3 separate regions of the Sus scrofa genome follow, and regions 2 and 3 are each linked to region 1. Evidence: chromatin contacts called from public HiChIP or PLAC-seq data. All regions are on one chromosome and are shown on one strand. Each heading gives the region's core, a stretch centred on a gene start, on an enhancer-like site or on the middle of the called end of the contact. The rest is flanking DNA. Distances are from core to core; before and after follow the strand shown. Region 1 has its middle 440 kb from the start of PPARGC1A. Region 2 overlaps PPARGC1A (PPARG coactivator 1 alpha). Region 3 has its middle 48 kb from the start of PPARGC1A.

The links. HiChIP or PLAC-seq counts read pairs in DNA pulled down with a chosen protein or histone mark.
Region 2: an H3K27ac HiChIP or PLAC-seq map of skeletal muscle shows a contact between it and region 1, with 7 times the contacts expected there. The contact joins two enhancer-like sites. A contact is called at or near these places in 4 of 47 Hi-C or Micro-C datasets (fetal liver, psoas muscle and skeletal muscle) and 1 of 2 datasets of contacts at active chromatin or transcription factors (skeletal muscle).
Region 3: a contact with region 1 is called in an H3K27ac HiChIP or PLAC-seq map of skeletal muscle, with 7 times the contacts expected there. The contact joins two enhancer-like sites. A contact is called at or near these places in 2 of 47 Hi-C or Micro-C datasets (heart right ventricle and skeletal muscle) and 1 of 2 datasets of contacts at active chromatin or transcription factors (skeletal muscle).

The regions. Positions count from the first base shown.
Region 1 is chr8:17,503,820-17,508,247 of Sscrofa11.1, forward strand. No RefSeq gene overlaps it. Among named protein-coding and RNA genes, the nearest start is that of PPARGC1A, 440 kb to the right of the region's middle. Within about 2 kb of position 1,497, at least 3 of the 83 cell types and tissues checked have an H3K27ac peak or open chromatin away from gene starts, as enhancers often do. A contact at or near this core is called in skeletal muscle, where this site is marked.
Region 2 is chr8:17,925,295-17,930,110 of Sscrofa11.1, forward strand. All of the region lies in intron 2 of PPARGC1A (PPARG coactivator 1 alpha), which reads right to left. Among named protein-coding and RNA genes, the nearest start is that of PPARGC1A, 19 kb to the right of the region's middle. Within about 2 kb of position 3,252, at least 4 of the 83 cell types and tissues checked have an H3K27ac peak or open chromatin away from gene starts, as enhancers often do. A contact at or near this core is called in skeletal muscle, where this site is marked.
Region 3 is chr8:17,992,250-17,997,066 of Sscrofa11.1, forward strand. It overlaps a transcript of PPARGC1A not described here. Among named protein-coding and RNA genes, the nearest start is that of PPARGC1A, 48 kb to the left of the region's middle. Within about 2 kb of position 2,587, at least 1 of the 83 cell types and tissues checked has an H3K27ac peak or open chromatin away from gene starts, as enhancers often do. A contact at or near this core is called in skeletal muscle, where this site is marked.

The DNA of each region.
Region 1 (4,428 bases), core at 247-2,746:
GCTGTGGTGTAGGCCAGCAGCTACAGCTTCAAATGGACCCATAGCCTGGGAACCTCCATATGTCACGGGTACAGCTCTTAAAAAAAAAAAAAAAAAAAAAAAAAAAAAAGGCCAGAAGAAGAAAAGAACATCCCTCTTCTTAACAGGCTATTTACTGAAATGGAAAAGTCATAGGGGGAGCAAAGTACAGGGAGAGGAGCAGTGGTTTGATTATTAGTTCTACCTGCATGATCAGACAAGTTACTTAAATTTTATGATCCTCTGTTTCCTCACTTTTGGAGTATGAGCATTTAAATATTTTCCTTGCTCTTGACTCTGAGGATTAAATGAAATAATCAAGTGGGAAATGCTCCACCCTTTGCCAACACTGAGGAATTTTTTTCCTTACTATTTAGCATCCCCTCCATCCCATCTCTGGATAATTTAATCTTTCATCTCTAAGAGTCCAGGCCAATAGGTGATCATTCCTGTCTACAAAGCATCTTTGCAATGTGTGACCTCAAGGGCTAGCTCTGCCCCCCTCTCTTTCCTGACCCTGGGGCACATCCCTTCCCTGGCTGTCTAACCTGGGGCATACACCAGATGGCAGTGTCCCATTGAGGACAGAATCCTTATGGCCTTTCAGCTCACTCACCAAGTGACCAGTTGCTTTGCCATATCTCTATGCGTGTTACGGGTCAATAGCATTAGCCTTGGGGTCTGGTTGATGTTCAATGTAAAAATAAACACTGGAAAACCTCCGTACACATTCTATTCCCTTTCAACTGCAAAGCATTTTCTTTCCAAGGTCAATTGAAAGAGGTACGTATGTGACGTTGTAATAAACATGCACTTCAAATAGATTTTTGTCAACATTTCCTTGCACTTTAATCATGACATGACAATCCTCTACCGAGCATCTGACACACACTTCTAGGCACCAGAGCTACAGGTGAAAGTGATGCAAATCTGCTACCTTCAAGTAGCTCCCTGTTTAGAGTTTTATGCAACTAAAAATAACACAGTGTGATCACTATTATGCTATTTAACCCAGATGGATTCACAATTTTTTTTTTATCTTATATGTGTGTGTCTTGGAATTCATCATTTTATGGGTTTTATTAAGTTCACTTGCCTTCACTAAGAGCTTTCAAGTCTCACGGATACCTGGTGTTCTCCACTTAAAAATACAATGAACATCTTTATCTTGCTACAATTCATCATGTATATGATTTTAGAGGTTTTATCACAGCAACATTTCAATATTAAAAGAGAATATACCCAAATAGTTTCTCTTACCTCTATTAATTTATCCTATAAACACTTGCTACAGGTTGCCAGGTCTGCCATTGGGGAAATAGAAACAGGAATGAGCTCTTGGCCTTGCAGGCTACGAGCCTAATAAAGGGTTAGAATTTGAGGTTCTGCCAAGGGATGTGTGAATTATGTTGTGAGTATATGAGTGTGTGTGGTCTATGCCTCCACACAGTTTTCAGTTGTGTTGCTACTTTTGGTGAGATTCATGAACTCAGAACTGAGACATATACACAAGGGGTGTGTGTGTGTGTGTGAGTGTGTGCACATGTGTGTTTTCCCTTGATGTATGAATGTGGTTGCTGACATGAAAGACCACCTCTCTGCGTAGTACTGAAGACATGCATACCTCTAGAATTGCCAGACTGGGGAAAATATTTTAACTGGAGTCAGCTTCTTCCAGTGACCTTCCATTCTCTTTTTTCCCCTCTCCACACCCTTCCTATCTCTGTCCTGAGCCACCCTGCCTCTGACCAGGAGCAATCATACACCCTCTTGTGACCTCTAAGGACTCAGAGGAATCTGATTTTCCTACAGACCCGCCAGCTGGGGCCTTGGGAATCTGATCCACTCTTGGATCTTTCACAGAATCAGCAGTGGCATTTCAGAGTAGGCGCCACACAGATCCTGGCCTCTCTTGTGCCCAAAGTGCACAAGGAAACCTCCCACGGCATTTCAGAGACTGGCCCTGCCACTGGGGAGGCTTGCTGTTCCCAGAAACTTTGCTGCCAACACCAGTGGAAGCTCAGCAAGGAGGCAGCTCCTTGAGGTGTTCAGCTAAGTAGAGTCCAAAGTTGCCTGTAAGAGCTGTGCCTGGCCAACAGATCAAAATTCAAATTCTTCTGGATAATCATCTTAGACTTAGATGAAAAGAGTTTGTGTTGATATCATGCTATCCCTTCTGTATGAGAGGGAAGCAATAAAATCATCCCTTATTTCTTGAATTAACTGTGGCTTTTTGGAGCTGCCATCTGGTTTTTTGGCTGTTGGTGATGCCTTGGGAAGCATCATAGTGACTATCCCTTCCCATGATTCACAATGTCTGAGACTAAGCTTGGGTATTTGCATTTTTTAAAAAATTATATCATATTTTTCTAATGCAGCCCAACCACATGGAAGCCACTGCTTAAAATTTCCTCCTAAAGTAATGCACAGTGATTCTGTTATTTCTAGAATACAAAAAGGTAAGGAAGGGTGTGATACAAGGTCAGATATGAAGAAGGGAGCTAAGTTAAGATTAGAACTTTAGTCTCCTGACACCTAGTCCACTGCCCATTCTGCACAGCACAGGAGCCCAGCACATGGTTGAAATGAGGGATGACGATTGCGCTAGGCATGGAAAAGGCAGATGAGTGCTTACAAAGCTTCCACGGGTTTCCAAAAATAAAGAAGTCATTGTTTAAAGCCAAGAATAGAGCACCAAAGGAAAGGGGAGTCTTGACCTCTGGAAATAAGATGATAATACAAATTTCTAAAAAAAGAAGGAAGATATTACAGAATGAAGAGGGAGATAGTTCCTTAGTTGAATCAGGTTCTGAGTATTATGAGGAGCAGCTATGTCCAGTCTATAAAGCAAGTCCACGGACCTGAACCATTGGCCAAACATAGTGGCTCTGGGGAAGGAAAACAGCCCAAAGAAAGGAAGGGGGGTCCTGGTGTGGTAGGCAGGGTACACGTGTCCTGAAGAGAGCAGTGAACTCCAGCATGATATGTCCAGGTCACCCACTGCCCCCACCTTGGAAAGTATACCTCTTGGTGACTTTAGAGATGACATAAGGCCAAAGAAAGTAATTATACTATGAGTCATCATGTGTGTGCACTGCACCAGGCACTCACACTCATCTTTTTTTGAGGGGGTGTGCACTTGTAGCATATGGAAGTCCCAGGCTAAGGTTGAACTGCAGCTACAGCTGCTGGCTATAGCAATGCCGGATTTAATCCATGTCTACAACCCACACCACAGCTCAAGGCAACGCTAGATCCTTAACCCACTGAGCAAGCCCAGGAATGGAACCCACATCCTCATGGGTACTAGTCAGATTCGTTACTCCTGAGCAACGATGGGAACTCCCATCATCTCTTGCTAATAAATATTTAGCAGAAGCAGAAAGAATTTAATGTGAAGACAGTGAAGCCTAAACTTCAGGCCGTCACTTGCCCAGGTTCCATCCCTGGTCCTGAGAAATGTGTTCCTATCGTCACACATTTTCTAAAATTTACAAAGTAGAATATCATTCTATTATTACTCATACAGAATTAAGATCTGACATTGATGTTCCTCCAAACCAGCCAACGTAGACAAATGGCATTCCACTGAGCTTCACTCTTCTCATCTCTAAAATGGTCTTTCTTATAGAAGAACTCAGATGATTTAATTACAGCATAATGAAGGGGAATTCTGACAAGCAAACTTATTTAAGGATTCTCAAGATGGTCAAAATCTATGAAAATAAGTACTTAGCCTCATGTGTAATAAGAATAGACTTGGAGTTTGTGGTTAGAGATGTAAACTAATACATTTAGAATGGATAAGCAATAAGATCCTACTGTAAAGCACAGGGAACTATATTCAATTTCTTGGTATAGAACATGATGGAAGATAATATGAGAAAAATAATATATATAGATCCATGACTGGGTCACTTTGCTATACAGTGGAAATTGGCACAACATTGTTAATCAACTATGCTCTAATGAAAAAAAAAAGATTGTCTACTGGAATTATTGATATACATGTAAAGACTCGCTCATCCATGCACGTGGATGGACCTGGGTCCATCTCTGGAATAGAGGACTTACTGACAAAATGGTCTCCTTTTTTTTGGCTGTACCCATGGCATGTGGAAGTTCCCAGGCCAGGGATCAAACCCACACCACAGCAGCATTCTGAGTTGCACCAGTGACAATGCCAGATCCTTAACCCACTATGCCATCAGGGAACTCTCAAATATGTCTTTAAAAAGCAGCAGATCCCCGGTGGCTTCCTGCAAATAGTAAACCTCCCCATTTCAAAGACTACTTTGCCAACCTCCCTGTGGACCACATCAGAGAAAAATGAGAAATTAAATAGTCTGTTCTATTTGCATTGCACAAATTGCTTATAGCCCAGGACCTAGGAGGAAATCACTGCACATA
Region 2 (4,816 bases), core at 2,002-4,501, 420 kb after region 1:
TATATCTTAATCTGAAGAGCACGTCTTGGCGAATTAGAAGGTAAGTTCACAGCCACTCTGGCAGGTGCACACGTACTGCTGTCACGGTTGGCTCTGTTTACAGACCGTCTCTTGGAGAGCATGTTCTCAGATCTTTGCGATGTCTTATTTTTAGCATGATTGGTCTGAATGGCTGGGAAGGTCATTTTATTCTCTCTCCATCTTCCTCTCCCTGAATCAGATAGAACCACTGTAAATCCATCCCTTAACAGACCTCAGAGATGGAATTCCAAATATACACGGCTTTGTGCTGGGCACCGACAAGGTGATGAGGCCCAACTTAAGACAAATCTGTCTTCCCCTCACGCCGTTTATAATGTAGCTTGAGGGGCGATGCCAGGGGAACAGACCCCTATGGTCACCATGCAAAGACCTTCACAAAAGGAAAAGCTGCTCTTTTGCACACATGACAAGAATACTCGTTTTGTGCCTAAGAGGGGCCAGTGATACCTTCTTCAATTTAGGGACTTAACAGTTTATCCTCTGCCTGGTTAAAGGCTCCACCTGAACCCAGACGCAAACAACCACCGGCCTTTAGTGTGGCCCATGGTTGTACTGCCGCTTATGGAAATTGGGTCTATGGAAAATTTCCTTGGGATAATCACTTCTTAAGACTTATTTCCACTGACACGCAAAGGAGGACAGATTTCGTTTCCGAGAAGCCCCCAACCGCACACCTTTTTCTCTGCACCTCTGCACCTCATTTGCATTTATTCTCTCCTTCCACCACCTGGCTCCACGGAGGACACTGAGATGGCGGGGCGGCCAGCTTGCACACAGCCTGGAATCGGCTTTTATGCTGCCGGATAAAAGGTCGGGTGGAAAGGCCCACCACTGGCACAATTAATCTGGTCACTCAGGGACCATCCGCTGGTTCAAGAATAGCTTGCAGGTGAGTGACGGACAGGGTCACCGCTGCCTGACTGTATCAGGGACTATTATGACAGCCATAAAGAGAAAGGGAAAAATTGAACAAGGGAAGAATTACTCCTGAAAGGGACATGAAGGGAGGCACAAATGCCTTCATACAAAGGAGAAGCGTGAGAAGCACCAGGGGAGCCAGGCTGCTTACAGTAGGAAGAGTGGACAGCATTCTTTGAAATTGCCAAAGGTGGAATATTAATGCGGGGTCATAGCCTAACCAAAGCTCAGGGTCCATGTAGAGAAACCCAAGCTTTCCATTCTCTCCCCTCCGGTGAAAGGTGACAGAGCTGGGCCAGAGAGTTCGGATAAAGACGACACAGTTATCGCTTTCCTTGGCTTTCGAGACGGAAATGAGATTTAGGGAACCCAGGCCTGCATATTATCTGAAATCCTTGATCCAAACCCAAGCAGCACATTTTAGTGATTGCCTTGCAAGCCTTGCAGTTGGTGATTTATTTATAAGGATCTCCAAACAAAATGGGAAAAAATGGGGAAATCACTCATAGTACTGGTAATACAATTGAGTGTGTTCTCAATGAAAATATACACATGAATTATGCATTGCTGGGGTGGTGGTGGAGTTGAGGACTGAGTAGGAAAGCAAAGACGGGGAAAAATATAAGCAATTTCATTCTAAGGTAATGTGGGGAATTACTTATTTAAGGATAACTCTGCTGAGCTGTGCTTGTCTTGACCAAGGGCCCTACAGTAAAAATCGTTCCTAAAACACAAGAAAAAAAAATCACTGGTGTTTTTATTGGAGGAAATTTTACCAGTTGTATTTTTCAAGGGGGAAAGTGAGCTGACCAATTATACAATGAAGTTTAACATTTCATGGAACATTCTCCTAGTAGGTATTACTACGCGGGAAAGACAGAGGGATGCCAGACCACGTGAAAATCTCTAGATGTAAAAACATGTGTGTGTTTGTGTATATGCCTCATTTATCTCTCATGATCAGGCGTTAATCCATCTTGGCACGTGTGCAGAAGAATCGAAAAGTTGCATCGCTTAAGCACCAAATTTTTTATTAAAGCATTTAATGGAAAGATTTCAAAATCATTTACATATTTCCCTCACCTTAAAAATTATGAGAATTGATTTTTGTAGCTTTGTACAATATTATGAAATGACCGTAGGGAGCTATTTAGAAATACAGCCCTGAAAGTATAGAGTGTTCTGCCCTCTACTGAAATGGCCCCAGACAGTCGTATTTTGAGTGATTGTCTACTTTTTGTAGTTTTTAGTCTCATCTCTTTGGGTCAGTTCCTACTTCCCACTCCTTGCCTCTTACAAGCTCATTAACTTTCTAAATCATTTCTTCTAATCTCCCATGTGCTCAGAACACAGATAACTAGATTGGTTTAAATTGAAAGTAAAACAAAAGGAAGCAAATGCTAAGTGAGAGCTGGAGAAGCTTATCTGGTAATAAAATGCATTGAGTTTGAGGGTATGATTTTTTTTTTTCCCCATCTGGTTTGGCTTCTCAGAGACATTTTTACAAATGGTGTGTTTCTCAGCTATGTTTCAGACAATTAATAACACTAAGTTAATAATGGCCAGAGAAATGAGGTCTCCTAATGCGAATTATAAAAATAACCACTGTGATTAAGTAAAACTGCATCCCATCTATGGAACATACATCTTCTCTTTCAGCGATGAAACGTCGCTGGAAATAAAAATGAACCAGCCACTAAAGGGAAAAAAAGTAGGATCAAGTTTTGTTTTTCTGTATCACAGAGAAGTCACCCAGTACCACTGGAGGGTATCAAGGCTTTTGCTGACTCAGAGAAGAAACGCATTTGCCATTCAAAGACAAATTAAACAGGGCATGGATCATGCCACATAGATCGCCAGACTCAGTTATCTGCCAAGACCAGGCAACATTCAGTTCCCCCCAAACACATCAGCACGCAGCAAATTCTCTGGCTCTGTGTGGCCAAAACGTCTTTGTCAAAATGTGCAGTTGGAACAAATATTGCCAAGTGGCCCAGACTAGATTTGTCCCAGGAGAAATTGACACAAATTCCTTCAGGACCAGGGCAGCCACCTCAGCTACATGGATTGCCGGGTGATAGGATTAAAGGAGCTCGAAAGTGGCACTGTGACCTAATATAACTCTCAAATCTACTGCATGCAGAGTCCTGGAACTGAGGACCAGCAGGGGGAAAGAAGTCACTTATCCCAGGCGGCACCGCGGCATTCCAGCGTTTGCCCAGACTCTTCTTCAGTAGGAACAGGAGGCGAGCCTGCCCATCAAGCAGCCCTGCCCAGAAGAAAAGGCAGGCTGATAGACGAGGCTCAGGGGAGATCAGGGTGTCCCTGCTAAGCATGTGCTGGCAAGACACGAGAGGATCCTGACATGAGAACATTTCTGGACAGGATCTGAGTTGGCGAGGATCCCTGGACACCCGGGAGAGCTATGTCTGGACTACAGAAGCTCCAACTTCACATCTGAACAAATGAGATGGCACCCAGGGAAGCCAATGTCCTTAGGCCAAGCGTCCATGGAAAAACCAAGGGCATTCCTATAATAGAGGTGCCTTTTCCCCTATGTAAGCAGCATTCAGAAGCAGAAATCAACTTCTCAGAAAGGACTGGTGAGAAGAAATTGAAGCTGGAGAATTACCGGGACGTGAAAACGATCTAAGTGAATCAGGCTCAGTAGAGATGTAAAGCTTGGTACCTCCCAAGAGAAGAGGAAAGGGGTACAGAGCCTTCTTCTCATGCCTGCCTCATCGCCCAAGGCCAGACAGTCCCAGGGAAGGACTGTCCATGAGACAACACAGAGAAGGCCCCACATTCAAGATGTCGCAGAGAGGCAAAAAAGCGCGTCAGTCCTTCCAGCAGGAAATACCATTCTCGCAGAGAAAGGCTGACAGGCCTCAAATAGTGCAGAATCATTTTCACCCAAAGGCACCCACCTGCATTGCCAGGGACTCAGCATTCCACTCACATCAGCTGTGCACCCTGGTTGCAGAACCTTCTGCTGACAGCCTTTCTCTCTTCCCTGAAGGCTCCTTCTTCTGGTCTTCCCTCAGCAATCCCCATGAGCAAACTGCTGTTTTTCTCAACACACTGTGTGTAGGGCACGGTAGAGCCAGATCTCCCCATTTCAAATATTCTGTCCCACTGCCCTGCATTTGCCAGACGCTGTGCCCAGGGCCCTTGGTTTGGAACAGAAGGTCCCATTAGCCAAGGGAAATGTTCTCCAGCCAAATTCCACTTCCAGGAGAAGGCACTTCTGAAGATGGTAAATGAACCCCCCCCACCCCCTGAGAAAGGCAGAATTTATCTGTGATCGATGATCAAGACAACAGGCCAGTGGAGAAAGTCCCTGCTTGGCTTTCTCTATCAGAGACTGTATCTTACTGGGTTCTCAAGCTGCATCTTCATCATCAGCCATGAGCAGCATGGCGCCATGGACTTTGTCTGCATGGAACCACTGTATCCCCAGGAAGTGACATGCTAATGGGCATGCTAATGGTTGACGGTAATCATTTTTTGAGGAATGGATAGAGACATCAGTGAGAGAAGAGAGGAACTTTTAACCAGAAGCCTGAAGAAATGTGAAAATATTTCTGGAGACCAGGAGCTTTGGCGGACAAATGGCTTCTTCTACGTGAAAACATGACCATCCACACCACACACGATATGGGATGAAAACATCGGAGTTAGTAATACCCTTTGGTAATCCACACCTCCTAAAGCACCATCCTGAGGTTTTAAAGTCAGCCACTTTAACCAGGGAAATTCACATGACTGCAGAGAGAGCTGGCAACACTTTCTGACTCCGGGCCATTTGAAGGAAGATGGGGAGGATTGAACACATCGAAGAATTTCTCAAAAGTGA
Region 3 (4,817 bases), core at 1,337-3,836, 490 kb after region 1:
ACTATGCTCTTTTAGGAAAGACAGGTGGGTAAAAAAAAGGATAACAAAAATTCCATGGAAGTAGCGAAATGTTAGAAACTACGTGAAAAGCAATAAATGACATTAGATAAAAATTCCGGTTCACATTGGGAGAAACGGAACGGAAAATAATTGTTGTTGTTGTTTAATAAACACAAATAGTATTTTGGAAAAATGAAAATTTTAAAAATGGGAAATAAAAATGGTATTTAATAGAAAGACATTTTTATGGGAGATAAATCACGGAATCTAGAGATTCCTGGAGAAATCTAAGTAGGAAGAATTCCAATGGAAAAGAGGAAAGCTAGCTTGACCCCTCCTGCTAATGTCCCAAGTCTGATTATCCAAGGTGCTGCAGGGGTTAAGACCTCCTGACAAAGAATGAAAAAGGAAAGCAGCTGACCTCTAATGTCCCAAGTCTGATTATCCAAGGTGCTGCAGGGGTTAAGACCTCCTGACAAAGGCAACTTACTTTGTAGACAGGAAAGCCACCAACACATGGGGTCTAGGAATCCTAGTGTTGCTGGTTCTGGGCTGCTGACATAAGGTACTTCAAGAAGAGAGAATACTAGCATTGTCATGGTGGGCATTCTCTTCCCTATAAGTGGTTGCTTTAAGGGGATAAAAATCAGAAGACCCCAAAGCGAAGATGAAACTCAGCCAGAAGGAATGATATTACTGCCTGCAGTTTCTTCTCAATAACTCAGATGCCAAAATGTCTGAAAGCTCCTTTTTAAGTGGAGGTAATTCTCTTTCCAGACGCCAGGGGGTGCACTAGAGTGGAAACAACCACAGATGATGAATCCCACCTCTTGCTGGCTCTTCCCACTCAAGAGCAGTGTAGACTTGGGCCTGCACCTGAAGCCCACCAATTCTCTCTTTCTCTCCTCAGATGTGAAAAGTCTTCAGGGTTGTTTTGAGAATTAAATGAGATAGTATAAAGGCACCTGGCCCATTCTAAGCCATTCATACTATATTTTTTCCTTTGCTTCCAGAAACATGTGTTTGTGGCCTCCCCCATATGCAAGAGGTTGGTTTTCTGGGTGAACTAACTCTCACCGGCTCAGCCCAGACTGGTTGGTGGTTTATGACGCTTAAGCAAGAGAAATTAATAGGAAAATGGATGACATAGAGTGAGAGAAAAAGAAGGAACACAATTCAATATTAAGAAAAGCCAACTGGCCCCACATCCTCGAAGGCATTAGAGAGTATTTTCCTTCAGACAGCTTTCTGGCTACAGCCTGAAGTTCATGAGTGCTAGCCTTGCTTGTGCCATGTGTCTAAATCACCCCTGTCCATTTAATAATAATCATAAGGTCTTACTTTTATAGGGCTTTAGTTTAGAAGGCACTCTCACATACATTAATCATTCATGTGACACTGGGTACTCATCTGCCAGGGGTTGGGGGCAAAGTAAGTCTTTCTCTAGTTATGTAGAGATGAGCAGTTCCTTCTGGGAAAGATGTAATGCATCCTATGTGGTCTAACAAAGACACCTCTCAATATCACTTGCAAGGTAGACCCATCCACTGAAGAGAGGTGAACAAATTGCCATGGGGATAAGGAAATTCCTGGAAAAAAAAATTGGAAGGTCTCACTTAATGTTAATTGGAATCTCACTATTAGAAAAAGGCAGTCTCTGTTAAGGTCCCAAAGAGGACACATAGGAAGGGGAGGGAGCCCAAAGGGGTGACATGGGGAAGGATGGATTTGGCTGAACCTAGAAATCCACCCAGAGCCTGCCACTCTGTGTGGATACAATGCTATGAGGAGCACTGACTTAGCACGTGAGTGTGATGAAAGAAGGTGGCAAGCTGGAGCTCAAGCCAGGGGACATCACTGGGTCCGTGTAGAGAGCAGTGGACCAGGCTCCGCAGTGCTATACACGATCACCATCCAACAGTGACACTGTGTGGCAGCAACAGAAGTAGCGGTGCAGGCAGAAGACATGGCACCCGCTAGTCTGGTGGTTCTTTTTTTTTTTTTTTTTTTTTTTTTAAAGGCTGGATCCTCTAGATATCTGGAATATCTGGAACAATTAGGACTATGATCTGTGAGATGAGAGAGGGGTTTAAGAAAAGCAATTTTAACTTCCTGCCACAATGGAACCGGAGACACTCTGTTGCTTAATAACAAGAAGAAACATAACTGTATGGTCCATGCTGGAGAAGCCCATCATATTGGGTGCATTCACAGCAAGCATTGGTGGAGCAACAACCCTGGCCCAGACACTATACTATAGGCAGAAAAATTATTATTAGTCTCAATTTATAGATGAAGAAACTGAGGCTCATTTAGGTTGAATGGCTTGCCACGAACCCCCATTCCAGGAAAATGAACCAGCAGGCTCCCTTTCCAAAGGAGGTGGTTGTAGGTAAACAAGAAACCATGTTTCTCCTTTGGGACAAAGGTGAAATATCCCACTGGCCATTGTGGAATTGTCTTTGCGCGTGAGGCTGCCTCATTTTCACAAAGGTTCCCTGTCTTTCCACTCCCTACATGTACTTGGGCAGGAACCAAGCTCGAGGTTCTGCTCACATGCTTGTGGTTTGGCTCCCAGCTAGAGATCACATTCCCTGCTCCACAGGCAAAGCCAAGGATCCTTCTTGCAAAATACTACTGGTGTCCTGGTACCACCTCCTGAAAGAGCCGTCTATGATGCCCGCGTGCCTGGGGGGTGTGAGGGGCAGGATCAAACACTGGCGAGCGGAACATCTAGCAAGAAAAGATGATGCCTCCTCTTTCCCCCAGTAAGTTTCCCAAGAGTCATAGGCTTGACCATTGATAAATGCAACACACACTGAGGAAATCCCTCACATGAAATTAAAGCGAAACACTGGTAAGTTTCTAATATACCCATTTTGGCCATTTTTTTCTGCTTCCACATTTGGCAGAGAAAGAGCAGATAATCATGTATTTCTGGCTCACAGGGACTTTTCCTAGCTGTGTCATCATAATGAAAATGTTAGTGAATACCAATTTTTGTATCAGGGCCACTTATTGCACCACTCAAAAGGGTGCCATTTACATAGACTACCATGTCAAATGAAGCCCCTCAGAGCTGTGCAATATGTGTTTCTATAGAATACTTTCCTTATGTCAGGCACCAAAATGATTTACATGCAGTGTCTCATTTTAATAAAATAACAAACCATGTGCCTATTCGGATCTGTTTTACAGTCAGGGAATAAAATGAGTAGTAAGAGTTAAATGATTTGCACATGGTGACACAACTAGTAGGTTGCAGAAGCAGGATTCCAACTCAGGACTGAGTCCAGAGCTCATGCTGGTAACTTTCACTAATTACTATAACAATTAGACAAGAACCTTTAAGAAAGAATTACAAAGACAGTTAGTATCTAAATGTTAACCTTATATTCAAGTGGAACCTTTAATTCTATTTTTTTCAAAAAGACAAAATGGCAAATGGATTAACTTTTCTTGTCCTCTTGATGTTTAAGGACTTTTTGGTAATCTGTTTAATTTAGTGAATATTAAGTATTGATACTGCTGCATATTCATTCATGCCCATGTCCAGAAAAAAAAAGTTTAATTCATTTCACTCAATGTAAATAATAAGCCAATGTCATCACATAGCCTTTAGATCCATCAGTATGATTTTAAGAGTCAGTAACTAAATCTAGCACAGATTGAATACCTACTGTATTAGCTACAGTTCTGAGTTATCTCCATAGCATGTCTCATTCCCAAGAGAATTCCCTTATAATGCATTATAGTTAGTCCTACCTTGCACAGTTTAAGGAGCCAGAATATGAACTGAGCAGGCTAGCTCTACATCCTACTTGACCAACTCAAAGACCTGAAGGAGTGATCATAAGACATGAAAAGCAGCTGAAGGAGCCAAGAAGGGTAATCATATAAAAACAAGAAATAAACAGGATCCCAGAACAGGGAAACACACCAGTTCCTGCATATGCTAGACAGCAAAAGCATAGATCTCTCAATAACGCCCAAGAATAAGGAGGCATTTTTGTGCAAAGTCATTAAGACTAGAGACCAACAGTGGTACCACGGAGGGCTGTTGTTGCAGCAACCGACCCCAAGTTTCATGATGAAGTTCTTTCAATCATATCTCATTTACATAGAAAAGAGAGGAAGCGAAGACAGGAGAAACCGTAAGATCCCTATGTAGCTTCTACTGACTTATCCTACTTTGGCTCACCTCTATGGTGGTTTTACAGGTGAAGTTCAACTTTCATTTATTTGGGTGATCTTTATCCCACCAATACAGGGGGCTCATGCAGTGTATGATGACACACGTTCATAAGAGTTCTTGATCCTACTCTGAACCAGGCACTTGAGTCAGAATGTTCCACCATTTCTCCCTCAAGTTAGAACTCAGCACTAAACCAGAGATAAAACTGTGAATCATACCTGACTCCCAGTTGCCAGCACATAACTTCCCTATTTTTTTCCCTGGAAAAAAAAAAAAAAAAAAAAAAAAAACGAACCCCAATACAAACTCTATTGACTCTCTTTGACATTTTTTTTCTATTAAAATATGCTAAATTTCTGTCTGTCTTCAACGTATGTCTTTCTTCCAGAAAGCTGAGAAGGTACTGCCAGCTGTCTAATCACTGAGCAAAAATTCACTTGTTGGGTACCCCTTATTCCACTCTATACTCTGCAAGTCCAAACTGGTTAAGAGATCTCTACCAGAGACAGCAATGATCCCTCTGTCACTCTCTCCCCAGGAGGAAGAACAGAGCTGCATGTGGTAGTATTTTCTGCCTCATCATCACAGTCCATTCAATTATACAACTTCTCATTACTTAAGA